2 separate regions of the Ovis aries genome follow, and region 2 is linked to region 1. The links are chromatin contacts, called in public Hi-C maps. All regions are on one chromosome and are shown on one strand. Each heading gives the region's core, a stretch centred on a gene start, on an enhancer-like site or on the middle of the called end of the contact. The rest is flanking DNA. Distances are from core to core; before and after follow the strand shown. Region 1 overlaps EEPD1 (endonuclease/exonuclease/phosphatase family domain containing 1). Region 2 holds the start of EEPD1 (endonuclease/exonuclease/phosphatase family domain containing 1).

What was found. A called contact is a pair of places that touch in the nucleus more often than the background predicts.
Region 2: a contact with region 1 is called in a Hi-C map of liver, with 3 times the contacts expected there. The contact joins the promoter of EEPD1 here to the enhancer-like site in region 1. A contact is called at or near these places in 5 of 16 Hi-C or Micro-C datasets (blood, hypothalamus, liver and 2 more).

Annotation. Positions count from the first base shown.
Region 1 is chr4:62,554,321-62,558,520 of ARS-UI_Ramb_v3.0, reverse strand. EEPD1 (endonuclease/exonuclease/phosphatase family domain containing 1) reads left to right here. Exons shown (of 8, transcript XM_060415022.1): 7 at 3,423-3,617. Among named protein-coding and RNA genes, the nearest start is that of EEPD1, 120 kb to the left of the region's middle. Within about 2 kb of position 2,345, at least 10 of the 54 cell types and tissues checked have an H3K27ac peak or open chromatin away from gene starts, as enhancers often do. A contact at or near this core is called in liver and tail adipose tissue, where this site is marked.
Region 2 is chr4:62,670,765-62,674,964 of ARS-UI_Ramb_v3.0, reverse strand. It overlaps EEPD1 (endonuclease/exonuclease/phosphatase family domain containing 1), which reads left to right and starts at 1,687. Exons shown (of 8, transcript XM_060415022.1): 1 at 1,687-2,089; 2 at 2,550-3,594. The coding sequence starts at 2,711.

The DNA.
Region 1 (4,200 bases), core at 1,096-3,595:
CTTACATTTCAAACCAGGATGTGCTGCGAATAGCGTTCTCCTTAAATTGTGAGTCTTTGGGCTAAAAAAAAAAGTCAGAAAGCTGTTTAAGTCAAGGTACTTCATCCAAGGAGCAACCATGTGGGAGATTGTTCACCCACGGCTAGACTCTAACCCATTATGAAGGATGACTTGACAGCTTTTAAAACTCTGGACATTTCTGTTGTTCTTGATTTCAAACTTTTGCTTTATATGGAAGGAGGAAGGGAATGTGCCAGTCCCTTACTTCTCTGATAACCATAGGCCCTGCTATCTTTTCGGATAATTCTGGTAGGGATCAGGTGTTTGTCAGAAGACCTGGGCAGCGTATTGTTTCAAGCTGCCAGGGACGATTGAGCCACAGTCTGACTCAGCTTTGACGTGCCCAGGTAAGGACAGTGACTCATGTCCCCGTGTCCCCCTGCATTTAACTAACGTCCAGCCTATTGTTAACTGGTGACACAGCAGAGCCGTGGAATCAGGAAGTGCTGCAACCTGCCCAAGCGGCAGCTCGGGTAAATCGATGAGCAGAGGCAGCTTGGCTCAAACAAAGACTGAACTTTATTCCACAGGCTTCTTTCTATCAGAGCAAACAGAGTCGGCTTGATTAGCAAACTCTGGACCTTTCCACCTTTGTCTGGAACGTGCGCCCAGGTTGACTGACGTCAGTGAGGGCTCAGGGTGGGGTGCCCATCCACTGATGGAATTTCAGCAAGAGTCAAACAAGGCAGGGTCATGCTTGGCATCTGAGTAAGACTTACCCCTAGTGGGGCCGGGCTCCTGCTATTGTCGCTGGCATTTTATAAATCTAGGACTCTGAGAAAGTCAGCCCCAAATATTATCCCTTCACTCCTGGAAAATGTGTGCACTCAGTAGTGTCTGATTCTTTGTGGCCCCAGAGACTAGCCTGCCAGGCGGCTCCTCTGGCCGTGGGATTCTCCAGGCACGAATACTGGAGTGGATTGCCATGCCCTCCTCCAGGGGGAATCTTCCTGACCCAGGGGTCGAACCTGCATCTTCTGGGTCTCCTGCATTGGCAAGCATGTTATTTACCACTAGGGAGACCTGGGAAGCCCTAACTCCTAGAAACTCAGTGGGTACCTGTGGAGCCCACCCTGGCGGACAGCTTCCTAGGAGAATTTAGGGCCCTGCACATCTGTGGGTTGTCAGAGGCAGGGAGTGTCTCCATGTCATCACCAAACTGCTTTAACCGAAGTAGATGAATTGTAAGAAACCTGGACAGTCCAATTCAAAATGAGCCATTATTTTCATTCCCGAAGTTACACAGAGCTTGGTTTATTGATGCCTGACACCAGCATCTCTCCTGGGTTCAGAATTTTCTTTTCTTAAAAGAAAAAAAAATATATATATATATATATATATCTTTTCTTAAAAGAAAAAAATATATATATATTTTTTGTCAGTGCCGAGTCTTCACTGTGGCACACGGGCTTTCTCTAGTTGCAGCACAAAGGCTTCTCGTTGCAGTGGCTTTTCTTGTTGTGGAGCACAGGCTGTAGGGTGTGCAGTCTTCATCAGCTGTGGCTTTGGGGCTCTAGAGCATAGCCTTAACAGTTGTGGTACGCGGGCTTAGTTGCCCCGTGGCATGTGGGATCGTCCCAGACCAGGGATTGAACCCATGTCTCTTGCACTGGCCAGTGGATTCTTTACCACTGAGCCACCAGGAAAAACCCCAGAACTGTCTTCTTTTGGCTCAAATATTTCATGTTTGTATCCTAATGAAAACCTCTCATAATATTGAAATCTTTTGTCTCAGTCTTTCCTAAGTTTTCCTTGAAATTTAATAAAGGTACATCTTTCTATTCATTCCTTTTAAAAGCTACGTTGCACCTTAATTGTGCAGTTTTCCTCACGCTTCGTTTACCATTTCTTCCGTGCGTGTTTCTCTTACGTCTGCCAGGCAGCAGGCTCTGTTCCAAGCGTGTGGGGCTTTTCCATCCTAGCTCTTTGTCCTGGATTTGAGGGCTTGGTGGCTTTGGTTAGAGCCTCAGCTTCTTACCTGCAAGAGGTCCCCAGCACACGGTGACGACTCAGTGGAGGGTCATTGACACTGGCCTCGTAGGAGTTGTTATTAGTATTATTCATAAGTTGACTTTCCTGTTGAAAGTTCGCCGTGATTTCTCAAGACCAGCTTAGTTGGGCTCGCCCTGCTTTGGGTGCCAGGGTTGTTAGGCTCTAGCATGAGGGTCAGATGCCTCTCTGTCGGTCATACAGTGGCTGCAGGAAGGGCTTCCTTCCATCCCCTTCCCTCCCCTCAGGCCCCCTGGGAGAGGGTGTCATGTGCAGAACGTGAGTGCCCTCTGCTGGTGGCTTGTGTCATTTCACTTTGGATTTCTTAATCTCACGACTGAGCGACTTCCCTTTCACTTTTCACTTTCATGCATTGGAGAAGGAAATGGCAACCCACTCCAGTGTTCTTGCCTGGAGAATCCCAGGGACATGGGAGCCTGGTGGGCTGCCGTCTATGGGGTCACACAGAGTTGGACACAACTGAAGTGACTTAGCAGCAGCAGCAGCCCTTGTTATTGATGTGTATTCAAGTCCACGAAGATTTGTTGAGTGTCTCAGATGCATTTGGCCCTTGGTTATGAACTGCTTTCTTTAAAGCTTTCCTTGCAATGTTTCTCCCTGTGATAACGTGGCTCTCCTGAGGGGAGCTTCGAGACAGGAAGTGATGGTCAGGCAGTGGACGGGAATCCCAGGGAGCCAAGTTGGGTCTCACTGTCCTTTTCTGAATGTCTCCTCACTTGGGAAAATACTTCATAACTATCCCACTTACTCTTGTAAATCAAACTAGAGTTTGAGAGAGCTGTTGAAAATACTTTAAAGTATTTTGCCCTATATTAGTGTGCTGGGGTTCCATAACAAAACACCACAGACTGGATGGCTTAAACAACAGGCATTTATTTTCTTACAGTCCTGAAGGCTAGGAAGTCCATGATCAAGGTGTTGGCAGGGTCGGTTCCTTCTGAGGCCTCTCCTCGGCTTACAGATGACTGTCTTCTTCCTGTGTCTCCACTCGGGCTTCCTTCTGTGCTCAATAAATGTTTGTTGAGCTTTTGTTAACGATCTGGGCAAGACCCTTAGGGCCTTTCTGTGCTACGAGATTCGGAACCCATGATCCAGAACAGAGGTGATGTTGACATCACACCAACCTAATGTGTCACTAACCTACTCTGGGAGCTTGGGTGTGGGGTCGGGGGGCGGTGAGGGGGTGTTGCACAAGGAACTTGGAAGAATTGGGAGAATAAGAACCATGCCACAGTCCTAATCCTGGAGAGTCAGATCAGACACTCACGATCCTACTTAAATGAGTGGTGGTCAGTGCTGGGTTAACTTCCCACCACCTCTTACATTTCTGAATTTCTCTCTTCCACTTCTAGGAGAAAAAGACGTGATAGTTTTAGGGGATTTTGGCCAGGGGCCAGACAGCAGTGACTATGATATCTTGAGGAAAGAAAAATTCCACCACCTGATCCCCGCACACACCTTTACCAACATCAGCACCAAGAATCCTCAAGGCTCGAAGACTCTGGACAACATCTGGATCAGTAAAAGCTTAAAGAAGGTTTTCACAGGTAAAGCACACGTGCTGTTCAGAAACAGGGAGAGTCACCTGTCTGAGCTGGCAGTTCACGATTGTCTGGTTTGAGCGAGAGTCAGGAGTGACCTTCCCTCCTCTGCAGGCATTTATGAGGTTACTGTTGAGGCGGCTGTATAATTATCTTTCACACAGAGCCACTTTTAAGAGTGAAGGGGTTCTGAAAACTAAGTAAAAGGCATTCACTGACCTACATCAGGGACAAAGCAGATGCGTGCCGGGCAGACCTGGCTATCGACTGGTAGCGCTGGGTCGCTGCTGCGAACTTGCTCTGCTGCGCTGAGTAGGGGCCACCCTCTAGTTGTGGCGCGTGGGCTTCTCCCTGCAGTGCTTCCTCTTGTAGGGCACGGGTTCCAGGGCACGTGGGCTTCAGGAGTGTGGCTCACGGGCTCTAGAGCGTGGGCTCAGCAGTTGTAGTACACGGGCTCAGTTGCCCTACGACTTGTGGAATCTCTCTAGACCAGAATTCAAACCCATGTCCCTTACATTGGCAGGTGGATTCTTATCCACTGGCCAGCAGGAAAGCCCCAGCTTAGCCTAATTTTAAGGATACTTAGCCC
Region 2 (4,200 bases), core at 438-2,937, 120 kb before region 1:
CAACAGAATTACAGGAGGAAAGGAGTAGCATAATGTAGCCTAGTGCTAGGGTGAGGAAGCAAGTAGAGGAGATAAAGAGGGTCAGACAAGATCCTGTTGGCTTTTGGGCTGCACACAGTCATGAGGAACATAAGTAAGATCTATTCCCTGACTTTCCCCCACAAATGCCCTTTTTTTGTCTAGCTAGTTTGACTTGGATTTCTGTCATCTGCAATTAAGAGTCCCAACCAGTATACAAAGAAAGGCAACAGCGTTTTGTCAAGTCTTGCTTGGCTCACATTTCACCTCTGAAGTATCTCTGCCTTCCCTGAGAGTTTTTTTTTGCTGACCTAGCCTGAGGAATTTAAAGCAGAAACATCGGTCACATTGATTGGGGATGAAACTTCAGAGGTCAATGAACACCCAGGATCAAAGTATTCAGTGGTACCACCTCATGGTTTGTTTAGCTGAATCTCCATGGGGTCGCTAAGAGTCGGGGACGACTGAGCGACTTCACTTTCACTTTTATGCATTGGAGAAGGAAATGGCAACCCACTCCAGTATTCTTGCCTGGAGAACCCCAGGGACAGAGGAGCCTGGTGGGCTGCCGTCTATGGGGTCGCACAGAGTCGGACACGACTGAAGCGACTTAGCAGCAGCAGCAGCTCCATGTATTCGCTGTAATACAGCCGACTCTTTAATTTTTAAACTGTCGTTTAGTGGCATGATGCAAAAACCCTTCTGAATTTTGAGAAGCCAGCTTCCATTTCCAACTAGCATGTTCTTCCTCCTTAATAACTAGATTTAATTCTTACAGAAAATATCCGTATTTACTCAGAGCGCTAAACGTGCAAATGAGCAACGCAGCAAGTGACCTACGCGAACACAACTAACCGGCGGTGTCCGCCCTCTCTTAGTAGCATGGAGTTGCTAGGGTTGTATGTAAGCAGGGTAAAGGTAATACACAAGAGGAAGAAAAGAGGAGGACGAAAGAGGGCGGCGGAAGATAAAAAGTTCCCATTCAGTCCTCGAATGTTCTCAGAACACAGGCTAGGCTCCGGACCCGTAGGTGTGCCTCCCACACAGGGAGTGTCTTCGCCCTGTCCCCACTGCCCCAAAGACGGACTAAATTTGGGCTGATGGCCCGGTAGCGTTTGCCGCACCCCTAGCTGCAGCCCACCGAAAAGCTGTCGGGAGTCCCGTCTCGGGCGAGACTAAAAACCCTCTATGCCGTGCACCCAGTCTTTGGTCCCTGATAGCAACCTGAGCTCGGGGGCAGCGGACCGGAGAACAGCCTTCGGTTGACCAGCCGCTGCACGGGTGGCGTCGGCCCCGCCTCTTCAGCCTCTAAGCCTCGCCTCCACGCTCCTGGGGCCCGCCCCCTTCCGCCCAGACCCTGCTTCTGCTTTCGGGGTTCCATCACCACCTCTTCGCGCTGGGGCCAGCCCTCTCGCAGCATAGCCCCGGCTCTCACACTCTTGGGCCTTGCATTCCACCATCTCGCGTCCTGGCACCGCCCCCGCGCCCCGCGGCCCCGCCTCCTGAACATCAGGGCCCGCCCCACGCTCTCGGGTTTGACGCCCTGGTGTCCGGGCTAGAGCTCCGGCCCCGCCCCCACGTGCCCTCGGAGTCCGGGGGAGGGTTGGCGCTCACGAGGAGGCGTGGCCGTAGTGCGGGAGGAGGCGCGGGCCTGGCGGCCGGGACTTTGGCTTTGACACAGACGGCGATAGGCGGCTGCGGCTTTGGTGCTGGGCTCTGGACCGGATTCTTGCGATCCCGCGTCCAAGTCGGGGGAAGGACTTTTCGTTTGGATGAACGCAACTGCGGCAGCGCCGCCAGTCCTGGTGCAGCCGCAAGACCTGGTGCAGCCGCAGCGGCCGCATTTCACCGCCGCTGCCGCCTCCGCGAAGCCCTGCAGCTCCTGCCGGTTCTGGGAGAGCCACTCAAGAGTTTTCTCCAGCAGAAACAGCTGGGACGCGCGGCCCGGGGTGGCGTGGGAGGGATCCCGCGACCAGCCGCTGATCAGCACTTGCGCCGGCGCTGTCCCTGGCTGGGCTCAGGCTTCGGAGCCGCAGGTGGAAGGAGGACGCCCCGAAGGAGCAGCTGAGAGGTGGGGCGCTAGGAACGGCGCCGAATCTGGTAGAGGAAGATAAACCCTTTCTCCGTGCCCGCACTAGTGAGGATGGAATTCCAAAGTTGCTGGTGGTGCTGAGTGTCAGGAGCAGGGCCCGTGGGGATGCCCACTCCCTTTTGCCTGAGAGTTTAAATACGAGCGACTGGAGGCGGGGAGATGGCCCCAGTGCTGTAAGAGTTGAGAGGCAAGGAGGAGAGGTGTAGGCTGGTGGGGATAGGTCTCTTTCCAGAAGAAGCTGCTTATAGCGTTTTTGACCCTAACGTGATAAAAATTGAGCTTCACTAGAGGAAAATCCTCATGGGACAGCCCCCTTATGTGTGTTTTCTGATGTTCACAGACATCAGCCCTGGACTCCTGGCTAGGAATCCCAGCTGTAGGTAGGGAGTGCTAATGCAAACTGATTAACTGATTCAATCGATTTGTGTTTGTTTTCCAGGTGGCCAAGTGAAAGGTAGTTTTGGACACTCGGGCAGGGTTATTTAATGTTTGTCTAGGTAACCATTTCATGCCCTGAATCCTGCACCTTCCCTTCTGTGCCTGTGAGGTCTACTGGGCTTCCTCCCTAGCCAAAAGGCTTCCTGGACTCCTGATCCTGCCATGGGGAGCACGCTGGGCTGCCACCGCTCCATCCCCCGGGACCCCTCGGACCTGTCCCATAGTCGCAAGTTCAGCGCAGCCTGCAACTTCAGCAACATCCTGGTCAACCAGGAGAGACTTAACATCAACACCGCCACGGAGGAGGAGCTGATGACCCTGCCTGGGGTGACGCGCGCGGTGGCACGGAGCATTGTGGAGTACCGCGAGTACATCGGTGGCTTCAAGAAAGTGGAGGACCTGGCACTGGTCAGTGGCGTGGGCGCCACCAAGCTGGAGCAGGTCAAATTTGAGATCTGCGTGAGCAGCAAGGGCAGCTCGGCGCAGCACTCCCCCAGCTCCCTGCGGAGGGACTTGATGGCCGAGCAGCAGCCTCACCACCTGGCCGCCGCCGCTGCCGTGCCCCTCACCCCGCGTGTCAACATCAACACAGCCACCCCGGCTCAGCTCATGAGCGTGCGGGGCCTCACGGAGAAGATGGCCGTCAGCATCGTGGACTACCGCCGTGAGCACGGGCCCTTCCGCAGCGTCGAGGACCTGGTGAGGATGGGTGGGATCAATGCCGCCTTCCTGGACAGGATACGGCACCAGGTGTTTGCCGAGAGGTCCAGGCCTCCGTCCACCCACACCAACGGCGGTCTGACCTTCACCGCCAAGCCTCACCCCAGCCCCACCTCGCTAAGCTTGCAGAGTGAAGACCTAGACCTGCCTCCTGGGGGGCCCACGCAGATCATCTCCACGAGGCCCTCGGTGGAGGCCTTTGGAGGCACGAGGGACGGGCGGCCTGTGCTGAGGCTGGCCACCTGGAACTTGCAGGGCTGTTCAGTGGAGAAGGCCAACAACCCCGGGGTGCGAGAGGTGGTGTGCATGACCCTCCTGGAAAACAGGTGAGGATAAGAACCAGCAAGGGCATTGGGTATGAAGGCAGCTCTTGCATGGCCTCATCTGTGCATGCAAATGAGTGGATTTGGGGGCCTGTATGGAGAGGGCAAGATTTTTAAATCAGTGGGCTTGAGGCCATAGCCAATATGGTGCAGTATTCTGAGTGGCTGAACTCTCCTACTCTAGAATTTTCTAAATAGAGCCATCTGGACTTGAGGTCTGTATCTTGAAGATGGTATATCTGAGGTTAATTCCTAAATTTGGGGTCAGTGGAGACTGTATTAGTGTTACTGCTTTGGAAAATGTTTGACTCCCAAGACTTCATGGGGTTTACACCAGATGAGGCACTCAGAGCCTGGGAACTCAGAGCCATGGGTGAAAGAGCTACTCAGAGTTATTCTTTTTTTTTTCCTTAGGAGGCAAAGTCACATTTCTTCTACCAAATATGCTTATTTTGTGTCCAGAAAAAAATCTTTGCAAAGACCAGGTGTTTGCAAACATACAGGCTATGTAAATATATTTACCAAAATGCTACAAATGAATCACCCTTGATTCTTTTTCCTTATTTAGCCTGAAGGTGGTTTTTAGGCCCACAGTTACAGCCCCAAATA